Regions from separate parts of the Mus musculus genome. Here region 1 is linked to region 2. Evidence: chromatin contacts called from public Hi-C data. All regions are on one chromosome and are shown on one strand. The core of a region is the stretch at or near the end of the contact, and the rest is flanking DNA. Distances in the headings are between cores, read along the strand shown. Region 1 has its middle 38 kb from the start of Prss55. Region 2 has its middle 20 kb from the start of Sox7.

Region 1 (5,498 bases), core at 391-2,890, 120 kb after region 2:
ACAGGCCTCTATCTATACTCTGGTTTTGCAGTGAAAGCCAGGCCTGGAACTGCTGGCTGTGGACACTGAGACCCTCCAGCTGCAGCCTCAGACCCTGTGGCAGCTGGTGCTTTCCTCTTGGTATGGGTCCTGGGCACCAGACCTCACGGTGCACACAGAACCTCAGCACACAACATCCCTGGCTCCGTTGTGCCTTCCTTTGCTGCTTCCGTCACTCTCTTCTTTACTTTTACTTCTTCATTAGAATGCTGTTCACCTTTTGCAAACTGCTCTAAGCCCTGATCCACAGAAGGCAGGCTCACCAATGAAGGGCCAGGCAGGTCGTAAACCATGCTCTGAGCTGTGACCAGGAAGGGACAGCAGACATACAAGGCTTCTCCTGCACCAGGGACTGGGTCTACAGTGGCTGTATCCCACAGGGAGTGATTTTATATCCACCACCCTTGTGTTCTGTGCACTGCCAACGACAGTTCTCCTGTTATAAAAAGTATGTCTTGGCTGCAAGGTAGCTAAACCTCCGGGAAACAAATGGGGTGATATGTGTGCATCATTTAACCATGAGGCAGCTTGGTGTCTTATTGGGCACAAGTCTCAGGGTGTGTGGTTTCCCTAAAGCCCCCAAGGGCTAGCCTGTCTAAGTGACTATCAGGCCTACCTAAGATCTTATTTGTTTCAGTCTAACTTCCAGAGTGGGGTGAAAAGCCTTTTTTATGGCTGAATTTGACTTTGATGGTGTCATATGTTTTTTGAAGATAACAAATATATGGTTGGGGCTGGGCGAGGTGGTGCACACCTTTAATCCCAGCACTCGGGAGGCAGAGGCAGGCGAATTTCTGAGTTTGAGGCTAGCCTGGTCTACAGAGTGAGTTCCAGGACAGCCAGGGCTACACAGAGAAACCCTGTCTCACAAAACAAACAAACAAACAAACAAACAAAACCAAATATATGGTTTTTGTTTCTCAAATCCATCTTACTTGCTTATATTTTTAAAATAATTCTGTGCATGTGCATATGTGTGTGTTCATGCATGTGACAATGCCTGGGTCTGGAATCCAGAGAAGAATACTCAGGAGTTGGTCAATTCCTTCCACCACTGTCTTTTGAATGCAGGTAGTCAAGCTGGCACAAGTGCTTTTACCTACTGAGCTATCTCAGTGGCCCTAGTCTGTGTCTTTTGGTTGGGAATTTAGCCCATTTATGTTCAAAGTTATAACTGAACGCTCTGTGCTGATTCTTGTCTTCAGTTCATGCCCTAACTACTGGGGAACACGGGAAAGAACTGGAGAAGCTTGCTCTGGGCTCTCCTGGAAGCTCTTGCCATCCAGCATGGGACGGTTGCAAGAGCCCTTCTTGGATTCGTAGCTCTGTCTGCTCCACGGTGAAAAGAAAAGAGGCTTGTAGGCTGACTGGCAGGGGAAGCTCCTGGATGGAGCAGCTCCCCTGGGGAATAGAGCTTACAATACCCAGAGAGTAGTCTCTGTTGATTCTTGAGCGACAGCCTGGGAGAGCCCCCCACCGCCCCCGCCGCCGCCGCCCGCCCCGCCGCCAGCCGCTCAGCTCATTGTCCCACACAGGGTAGTCGGCTCTGATTCTGGGACTCAGTCCTTGAGCCACAGCCTGGGAGAGCCCCTGCTGCCGCCCGCTGCTCATTGTCCAAGTGCTGCCACTTTTCCTCTGCTACATTGTTCCCTTATCAGCATTCCACACACTGTGGTGGCTGCACAGGAAAGCATGGCCACCACTGAGGCTGTCGCCTGGGTGGTGGATGCCAGGTGTCCCGCCACACAATCGGCCCCTCAGGCCCATCCCAGAGCCCGGACAAACTGGTCCACTAGGGCAACATTTGGCTGACCCTGCTCTCTTCAGGGTTGTTAAAGGAGAGAATAAAGAAGAACAGACTCTAGTCCTGGTGACCTCAGGAGGCACGTGTGGCACTGCTGGGTCTCTGCCCTCACTGCGATGTCCCACGGGAACTGAAATCTCTGGTCCATGACGGTGAAGCATAGGCTGGTGCTATGGAGAAAGTCAAGGAAGGCAGGGAAAAGAAAAACGCTTCAGGGACTGCTCTTAATGGACATTAGGCTGGTGGTTGGGAGGAACGGTGCCATCTGTAGTTCCTGAACCGTTTTCTGAAGTGAATGGTTTAGACTCAATATGACAGCTTCTACCCAGGGATTGGGGAACAAGGTCTAGCAGGAAGTGGGAGCAATTTGTTTTGGGTCTGCACTAGCCTAGAATACTCTTGGGCACTAAGGAAGGTGGGTGGTGCTGATGCAACAAATTAAACTATTAGACACCTAATTAAATTTGAATATTTAAATCAGTGAATAAGAGCTTTAAAAATGTCTTATCCCTATGATATGGTGGCAAACACCAGAGTACTGGAGGTGCAGACCAGAGGGTCAGGGTCATCCTCGGCTAATACTGAGCTGATCTCAAATAAATGAAACAAAACAGATATAGTCATGTAATGTTTAGCTCAAACACTTAAATGCTACACTGAAATGCAAGAGTAATCAGGCAATCTGTGTTTTATTTTGTCTCATCCACCAGGAGAGTGAGAGAGACCTCAAGAGGTCTGGGGCAGCCCCTCTCAAAGTTTGGGTCTCAAGCTCTTTTCTGCTTCTTCGGGTAGCACCCATCATCAGGGCTTATGGGTACAGGAGAAGCCTCCCAGCTGTTCTATTACCCTGAAAAACAAAACAAAACAAAGCAAAACAGACAAAAACACAAAAAGCAAAACAAACAAAAACCCACAAAAACAAAACAAAACACCAGCAGCTAGGTTAGTGCTTCATTTACAGGTGGTGTATCTCCCTCGCCCCCTGCTGGCAACATCAGATATTACAGCTTCTTGGTCAGGTCTTGTCCTGGAAATCTCTGAGCCCTGAGTCTGAGACCACCCACCTTTCATCTGCCTGGGGGAAATCAGAAATGTGGATTTTTGTGAAGAAAATCACACTATCCTCTGTGTATCATAATTTCTGAAATATCACCTTACCTTACCCCAGTCAAGTAGGAATTTAGAGAAAATAGCATAATTTTCACCAATTTTATGTACCCAGAGTCTAGAAATTTCTAGAAACAAAAAAAGTTCATGACACTTGTGAGCTAACAAGACTCAAGCCCTTAAGAAGACAGAAACTCTAGGATTGGAGACAAGATAGATGCAGAAGGGTCTCCTCACATCAGAGCAGGAAGTCACTGCCCCAAAGAATTTCAAAGCCCCTTGCTTCTGCATTCTGGTTACCGTGGAACGTTGAATGCACACACACTCCATGTGCCGCTAGGACACCTAGGACACTAGGGCACATCAGTGCTATCTCAACCTCGTGACATCTATGCTCCGAGTGGAACGCTGACAGAGTTGTGAGCCTAAACTCACAAGCATCCTGGGATCTGCAGATGGGGAGAGCTGGGCTTGGTGGTTCCTCAACAGTTTGGAGGTCTTTCAGGAAAACAAGGTGAGATCGTGAGCCCATAGGTCTGGAAGTCAACGTTCATTTGGAAAGAATAAATAAATCACAATTAGCATATGTTGATAAAGGCTTTATCATCGGAGGTGGTTTTAGGCTCACAAGAAAGTTGAGGTATACAGAGTTCCCAAGTTCCCATGGGGTTCCCTCCATGATGAGCATTTCCCACTGGAGCAGGACCTGCATTGTTTGTTTTGACTTTTTGTGTGTTTACTTATTGTGGCACCGTCTCACTCTATAGCGCTGGTTAGCCTGGGAACCAGGCCAGCCTTAAACTCAGACCCACCTGCCTCTGCCTCCCAAGTGCTGGGATGAAAGGTGTGCACACCAAGGCCAAAAACTCAACCCAGGCTGTGACTGTACCCACAAAGGCCTGGCTGCCCCTGAGGCAATGGTATTGTGTGTGTGTGTGTGTGTGTCTGTGTGTGTGTGTGTCTGTGTGTGTGTGTGTGTGTCTGTGTGTGTGTGTGTGTGTGTGTGTGTGTGTCTGTGTGTGTGTGTGTGTGTGTGTGTGTCTGTGTGTGTGTGTGTGTGTGTGTCTGTCTGTCTGTGTGTGTGTGTGTCTGTGTGTGTGTGTGTCTGTCTGTCTGTTTGTCAGGGTCATTTTCCAAGAAGCGCTGCCTAGTGAGAGTGACTCCGAGACCCATCTTTCTCCTTGTCTCTGAAGCAATATTAATCTTACTCTGCCAAGGTTTAAAGTGGGTGCAGTTTGTACTACTATCCCTACGCTACCCTGTCCTCCACCCCAAAGACAACAACACGGCAGTGACTGCCCGGTAAATGAGAATACTAAAGGGGAGGCATCGTGAAGGAAGTAATTTGATCTCCTGAGATGTGAAGGCAAGGTTCAAAGTCAGTGGAACAGAACAAGAAGAACAGGAGGAAACACCACACAATGGCCACAGGCTGGTGTGAACGGTTCTCCGCAGAGGACGGCTCACCAGGTTTGAGTTCTGAGTTCCTGGGCAAGGCAAGGAAGCTCTTTGTGATCCAAGAGCTTTCTTGTTCAGTGGCCTGATTTGGACAGGGCTTGGAGGAGCCCTGAGGACAGTTTGGATGATTGATCACCCTTAGGGATCAGAATTCTAGTTCCTGCTGGGTTCATGAGTTGTGTTTAGGTAAGCAGTGCCCTCTACTGCTCTGTTGCTTGCATTGCAGTTCCCAGGGCAGCTACTTTGCCTGGAGCCTTGTCAACAGGGGAAAGTGGAACAGGTTAAGACACCAAGCATCTTCAACCAAAACAGAGGTTTCTGCACAAGCCACACACAGTGGTCTTCAGAAACCGGGAGTTTTGTGTCCGAGAAGTGAAGGGTTTGTGGACACCAAGCTAGATTAGGTCTATCTACATTGGCTGTCTTTGTTCTGAACATGCAGACATTTTCCCCCATTATTCCCTAAACAATACATCAGAGCAAATACTGACATAACATTCACATCATGTTAAGTACGATAAGTAGTGTATAGATGATTTAAAATATGCGCATGAGTTTCATGCGAAGAATATGCCATTTTCTATAAGGGGCTTGAATTTCTGGAGGTCTGGACCCCTGCCTGTGTGGGACCTTAGAATCAGTCCCCTATGGATACTAAGGGGTAACTATTTAGATTTTTGCATGAGATGAAAGTTAGAGATCTATCAAGATACAAACATATTTACATTTGCTGCATCGTCAAAAGCCAAAGAACTTTTGTCTACTTAGTTGGCTCCAGCGGACTGGGTAGCATCAGCTTTGGATCTTCAGGAAGACAGCACATCCAATCCCCCATTTAGCCCATGTGGATGGTTTCACAAGCTGTTTTATTGGCTTAACTAACCAATTAAGAATGCCTAAGCTTATATTTACGATATTCTCAGGGCTTAATAGTAGCAGGACTTTGCACCCCATGGCATATAGGCGCATTTTCTAGGAAGACTTTATCCTCCGGTTTCCAGTGAAAGGGTACCCTTGAGTTTTCACATCGAGTACCTAGGTGCTTGCTCCATGCCTCCCGGACTGGGAGATCTGTTCCCAGGAGCTCCAC
Region 2 (5,144 bases), core at 111-2,610:
GGAGAAAAGAATAGGCTTGTTTGCATGATCAGGAACATGTGAGGTCCATCTAGACTAACTGGGGAGATGAATCCCCAGCAGCCACATGCAGGTGGCTTCAAGTCACCCTCTATAGAGAGATATAGAGTATGACTGTAGTTTTAGTGGGCTCCTGGGTGATCTTTGTGTATTTTGTAGTGCTGAAGATCAAGCAAGTTGCTATACCTAGTAACTACCACTCAATGGTCTTAAATAGGTAGGTGGGGGTGGCGGGGGAAGGCATGTACTTAATTAGCTAAGAGTGGTGTACGATCATTGGCTTTGAAAAAGACAGAACACTTTCTCCAGAAGGCTCCGTTTTCATGTTTTCCCACTGGTCTCCCTCTGAGACTGTTCCATGGGTCAGAGGGGAAGTTGGAATAATAAGATAAGCACACAGGGAACTGCATGTGATAGTCTGGATACTTATAAAATCATTAGCACACAAGTCTCCCCTTTGCCTGAGTTACAACACTGGATGAGAATGCAGCAATCCTGCATCCTTCATTGCTCTCCTCAGCAGCCTCATTAGAGGAAAAGTTCCCAGAAAAAAGAGCAGCCCTCTGACAAGCTGCCCCCATGTTGTCTTGCAACAACCTTTTTCTGTGGATTTTAATAGACAATTATCATTAAGCACAGTCTTTGTGCTGGGCCCTATTCCAAGCACTTTAAATAAATCAACTTGTTAAATTGTCATTTGGCCCTGTGAGGTAACCGTCATTCCTCTCCCCTTTGCAGAAGAGCCTTTTGTGATGGCTGGAGATTTATGCTGCCCTAAAGCCCCATGATGCCCCAGCACCATCCATCTCTATACCATCCTGGGCCCAACCTAACTCTCAATTCCAGCTTTACCTGCCTTGTAGGCCCTTGGCTTGCATTGTCCCATTGCTGGGTTACTTACCTGCACATAGGAAGCAGCTGGCAGACTCCACAGCTAACCCACATTGGTTTTACCTGTCCATGAGAACATACCCTTGGGTGAATTGGAAATCCCCAAAGGGGCCTCCTTTTCCACCTTGGCCCCTGCAGTTGTTGGGAACTTGACTAAGTCAGCTTCTTACAACCTGTGTTGAAGACTGGTTAAAAGAACCTTCTACTTTGCAGTAAATATTGATGCTTTTGGAAGATAAAACCCAAACCAGCATTTGCTTCCTTGCACAGGCCATGCCTCTGTTTCTCTCTTCTTCACCTGTCCCCTGAGTGGCAGGAGCAGGCCGAGACCTGTTTGCTCAGAAGAATCAGCACCAGAAAAGTTCCCTTGCAATCTCTCCCAGTGATCTCAGCTCTTGGATCAGCAAGCAGCGGCTGTATTTAGATTTGAGTAAGAACTTCCTCCCCACCCGCCACCCTGTTTATCTCTCTCAGCTTCTGCAGCCGCTGCAGTTTAGAGCCTGTTGTGCTGGCATGGAGTGGAAGAGGTCAGATCGGGTGCCCGGTGCGTGCTTTTATGGTGTACCATTATTCATGAGCAAATTAGTACCGTGTCCTAATAAAGGAGGTGACTAACCTTGCATACAAGTAGTCTATTTAGGAAAGACTGAATATATTAAAATGACTCGAACAAGCCCTTCTGGATCCAGCAAAAGGAGAAAAAGGCAGACAGAGACATTGTGTAAAGAAGGGAACAGAGAAAGCGAGCCACTCCAGAGTTCATGTAGAGGTGATCCTGTAGTTAGGGACTGGCTAGTGAATGGACTGAGAACCTGAGTTGAATTTTCATGTAAGGAGTAACCATGTAAGGAAGCCTGCAGTGAGTTCTTTTACCGAGGAAAGGACTTGGTAGCTAATTACATCTGGAATTTTCCACACTGGATTCCCTTGGGAAAGTGAACGTAGATGCCAAAAAACAGTTATTGTAAAAACATGTCTTGATCACCAACTTTAGGCTTCAGGCTGCTCACGGTAGAAGAGCTGACCCATGAAGATCTCCCCACATTCCCAGTGTGTCCTTTAGAGCAGACCAGTAGATCCTGAGATAATCCCATCGCACGAGCCCAGGCTCAAGCCCCCTCCCCTCCATTCAAGCAGTGTTTCATCCTGAGAGCATCCTGGTCTGTGCCCCAGTTGGACTGGAAGCTTTCAGAAGGTCTTTGCCAGCCTGACCTGAACCTGGGGTGAGTTTGTACTAAAATCTCTCTATCAACAGCATTTCTAGCTGATGAACTGATGCTCATTCTCTGTGCTCCTCACACATTTTGCAATAGGCATGAGTTTTGCCCACCCTGGAGTCCATGTGAATGCCAGAGCCCAGCTACCCTCCAGTGGCTCTGCCATAGCAGGTCTGCTGCGGAGACAAGGATGGAAGGAGCTGGGAGACAACCTACTCCATCCAGTGCCAGAGAGAACCCTTTAGCCTGGAAGGGACCAAGTCAACCATTGAATGGTCAAAATGTCAGTTAAAATGTCGGGTGGTGGTTAGTCTGGAGGCTCATGGATGAAGAGTGTGACAAATGTTTCTACTCTCACCTCCATTCCTCCAGCCATCCTACAATGTCCTCTCCAGTCTCCTCTCCACTCCGTGGCTCTTCTTGCCCTCCACCTGGCAGGAGAGGGCTCCACACACCCTAAATGTTTGGGGGGTATTCCGTGCTGTTCTCCCCTCCCCCTCTGTAGAGATGCTCCTGACCTGCATTTCTGCTGCATCCTGGACAGTTCCTAGTCCAGGAACCCAGTGATATCAAGCTTTAACCCTATCTCTACAGGGGGCTTTTTCCAGCGCCCTCAAATCCTAGGCGTAATCAGGGAGCTCTAGCTCATCTTCCCTGGCTGCCTTCTGGACCTGCTGTTGCCATGGGAACCACATGCACCCACAGACAGCAACTCTGGCGTGGAGTTTTCAGCTGCTCTCCCCTGTCCACCAATATGCATGAAGCAGGCCTGTCCTGAAGCTCACGGCTTAGCACCCTCTGCCTGTGGGCACTACCCACATGCATCCGGGCTTCCTTCCCACTCTCAAATCTCTGGGACATGCTCCCCAGTGCCATGGCTCCATAGTTCTGGCTCGGAGTCACAGCATGGAGGTCCAGAGAGACCACTGTGTGAAGCTATAAAAGTGAAGTCTGAGGTTTGGGAGATGTTAGAGATGCCAGAGACATCTGCCATAGAGAGAGATGTATACAGGAAGTAGAACCAGCCCCAAATTAATGGATGTTACATGCAGCAAAGCTGGGGGTGCAAAGCCATTAAAAAACCCTTTGGAATTCAAGTCACAGACAATGGGCAAGGTGCTGCAAGATTTGGGGTCCTCCTTGATGGACTCCTGTCCACCGTTCCCTCATTCTGCTTTTTCTGTTCCCCTTTGGGATAAGAGAGTGTGTTGTGCACCGTATGTTGGAAATATGTCATTTGTTTTTCTTTTACAGGGGCTCGCAGCTAAGAGATTGCCCTGAATCTCAAAAGAGCCTCTGGACTTTTAAACCATGTTGAGACTGTGAAAAACTGTGGGGACTTTTGAAGATGGACTAAATGTCTTGCATCGATATGGCCATGAGCCTATGGGGCCCCAGGGAATTGACTATGGTGGTTTGAATGAGAAATGTTCCCCCTTAGAAATGCTCCTGTATTTGAGCACACTTGGTAGTGCTGTTTGGGAAGATGATGAAACCTTTAGGTCACAGAGCCTTGCTAGAGGAGGCATATTACTGGGGGTGGACATTGAGAGTTTACAGCCTCACCCCACCTCCAGTTTGCCCTCTCAGCTTCCTGTTTGCAGTTTAGGTGTAACCTCTCAGCTTCCTATTCCTGGTGCCATGCCTCTCCTACTATGATGAACTTCTATCCCTCTACAGCCATAAGCCAAAACAAATGCTTTCATATGTAGGTTGCCTTTGGTCATGGTGTTTTATCACAGCAATAGACATGTAACTTATTACACAGTATATATGAGACCCACCCCTCCTGAAGGACCTTCCTTGTGACCCACCCGACCACTAGACCCTCATATGACTCCTCAAGGCCTTTCTTCCAAGTCTCCTTTCTTCACTTGGTGGCAGAGGGATTAAGGGTAAGTAGGACCTAGCAAAATACCCAACCACTGATACTGGAAGCTGGTACTCTCTGCCTCCAGTGGGCCAAAAGAGAACATACAAAGCCAGTGCTTACTATGACAAGGACAAGGACACAGAACACACTGTCCAAAGCAAGACTGAGTAAGCTCCTGAAAGGATTCCACATCCACTGTGGACTCTGGGAGATGTCCACTTACCGTAGCTACCACCTGGCCCTGGTATGGGGGTATAGGGAGTGGTACTAGGAGCACCTGGATGAATGGGGGTCAGGGACACATGGGCAATCCCTACCTTCTTCTTAAACTTTCTGTGTCCCTAGACATACTCTAAAGAAACCGTCTTTAAAAGTAGATGCTCCTCATGGGAGCCCAATCACAGGCAAGGTGGCAGCCATCCTCTCAGCACACACGGCCTGGAACGAGAGTTCTGATGTAGGCCATTATCAGGGCTCTCAAGCTCTCAAGCCCTGATGATGTGCAGGCCTGACGAGCTCGGATGAGACACTGAAGGGCGTGGTCAGGTCATCCTGAAGCCAGCTGAGTCCCAGGAAGGCTTAGGGCTGGCCACTGGAGGTGGCAACCTGTGAGCAGGCCCTGGGGCAGGGCTGGGATGGGCTTACGTTGACTCAGACTTCTCAGGTGACAGGCTTTGGGATCCTTACCTTGCCAGGGACTCCAAGGCAGCCCCAAGTCGAGCAAGTTGTTGCAATTTAGCTGGGAGGGATTGCAAAACTCCACCGTGCTGAGGCAAGGTGCTGCCCATCGGAGGTGAACAAACGATGCTAAGTGAGCTGGAAGAGGGAGAGACACAGCTGGGGAGCTTCCAAAGCAGGATCCATCCACAGCTCCAGCCCTGATCCACTCCACACCCAGCAGATAAGTACAGGGGCCACCAGCACGGAAGTGGTCTGTCACATGGGCTGTCCTCCAAGGAGCTCACCTCTTCCTGATCATGTGAAAGTTTAGGATACTGTGCTTCATATTTTATGTTTTAGGGTTTTCTTTCTATTATTATATTGTAGTTATATGAGTGTAAATATACAGGTGAGTGTCTTCAATCACTCTCCAGCTTATTATTTTAAAGATTTATTTATTTGTGTATGTGTGTGCATGTGCATAA

The links. A called contact is a pair of places that touch in the nucleus more often than the background predicts.
Region 1: a Hi-C map of the N1E-115 cell line shows a contact between it and region 2, with 4 times the contacts expected there. The contact joins two enhancer-like sites. A contact is called at or near these places in 2 of 15 datasets of contacts at CTCF or cohesin (the NIH/3T3 cell line and embryonic stem cells), 11 of 484 Hi-C or Micro-C datasets (the N1E-115 cell line, bone marrow-derived macrophages, embryonic fibroblasts and 6 more), 12 of 115 datasets of contacts at active chromatin or transcription factors (T-cell acute lymphoblastic leukemia, embryonic basal ganglia, embryonic fibroblasts and 8 more) and 3 of 9 other capture datasets (adipose tissue, liver and pancreatic islet).

What each region holds. Positions count from the first base shown.
Region 1 is chr14:64,044,796-64,050,293 of GRCm38.p6, forward strand. No RefSeq gene overlaps it. Among named protein-coding and RNA genes, the nearest start is that of Prss55, 38 kb to the right of the region's middle. Within about 2 kb of position 1,641, at least 26 of the 459 cell types and tissues checked have an H3K27ac peak or open chromatin away from gene starts, as enhancers often do. A contact at or near this core is called in the N1E-115 cell line, where this site is marked.
Region 2 is chr14:63,921,206-63,926,349 of GRCm38.p6, forward strand. No RefSeq gene overlaps it. Among named protein-coding and RNA genes, the nearest start is that of Sox7, 20 kb to the right of the region's middle. Within about 2 kb of position 1,361, at least 36 of the 459 cell types and tissues checked have an H3K27ac peak or open chromatin away from gene starts, as enhancers often do. A contact at or near this core is called in the N1E-115 cell line, where this site is marked.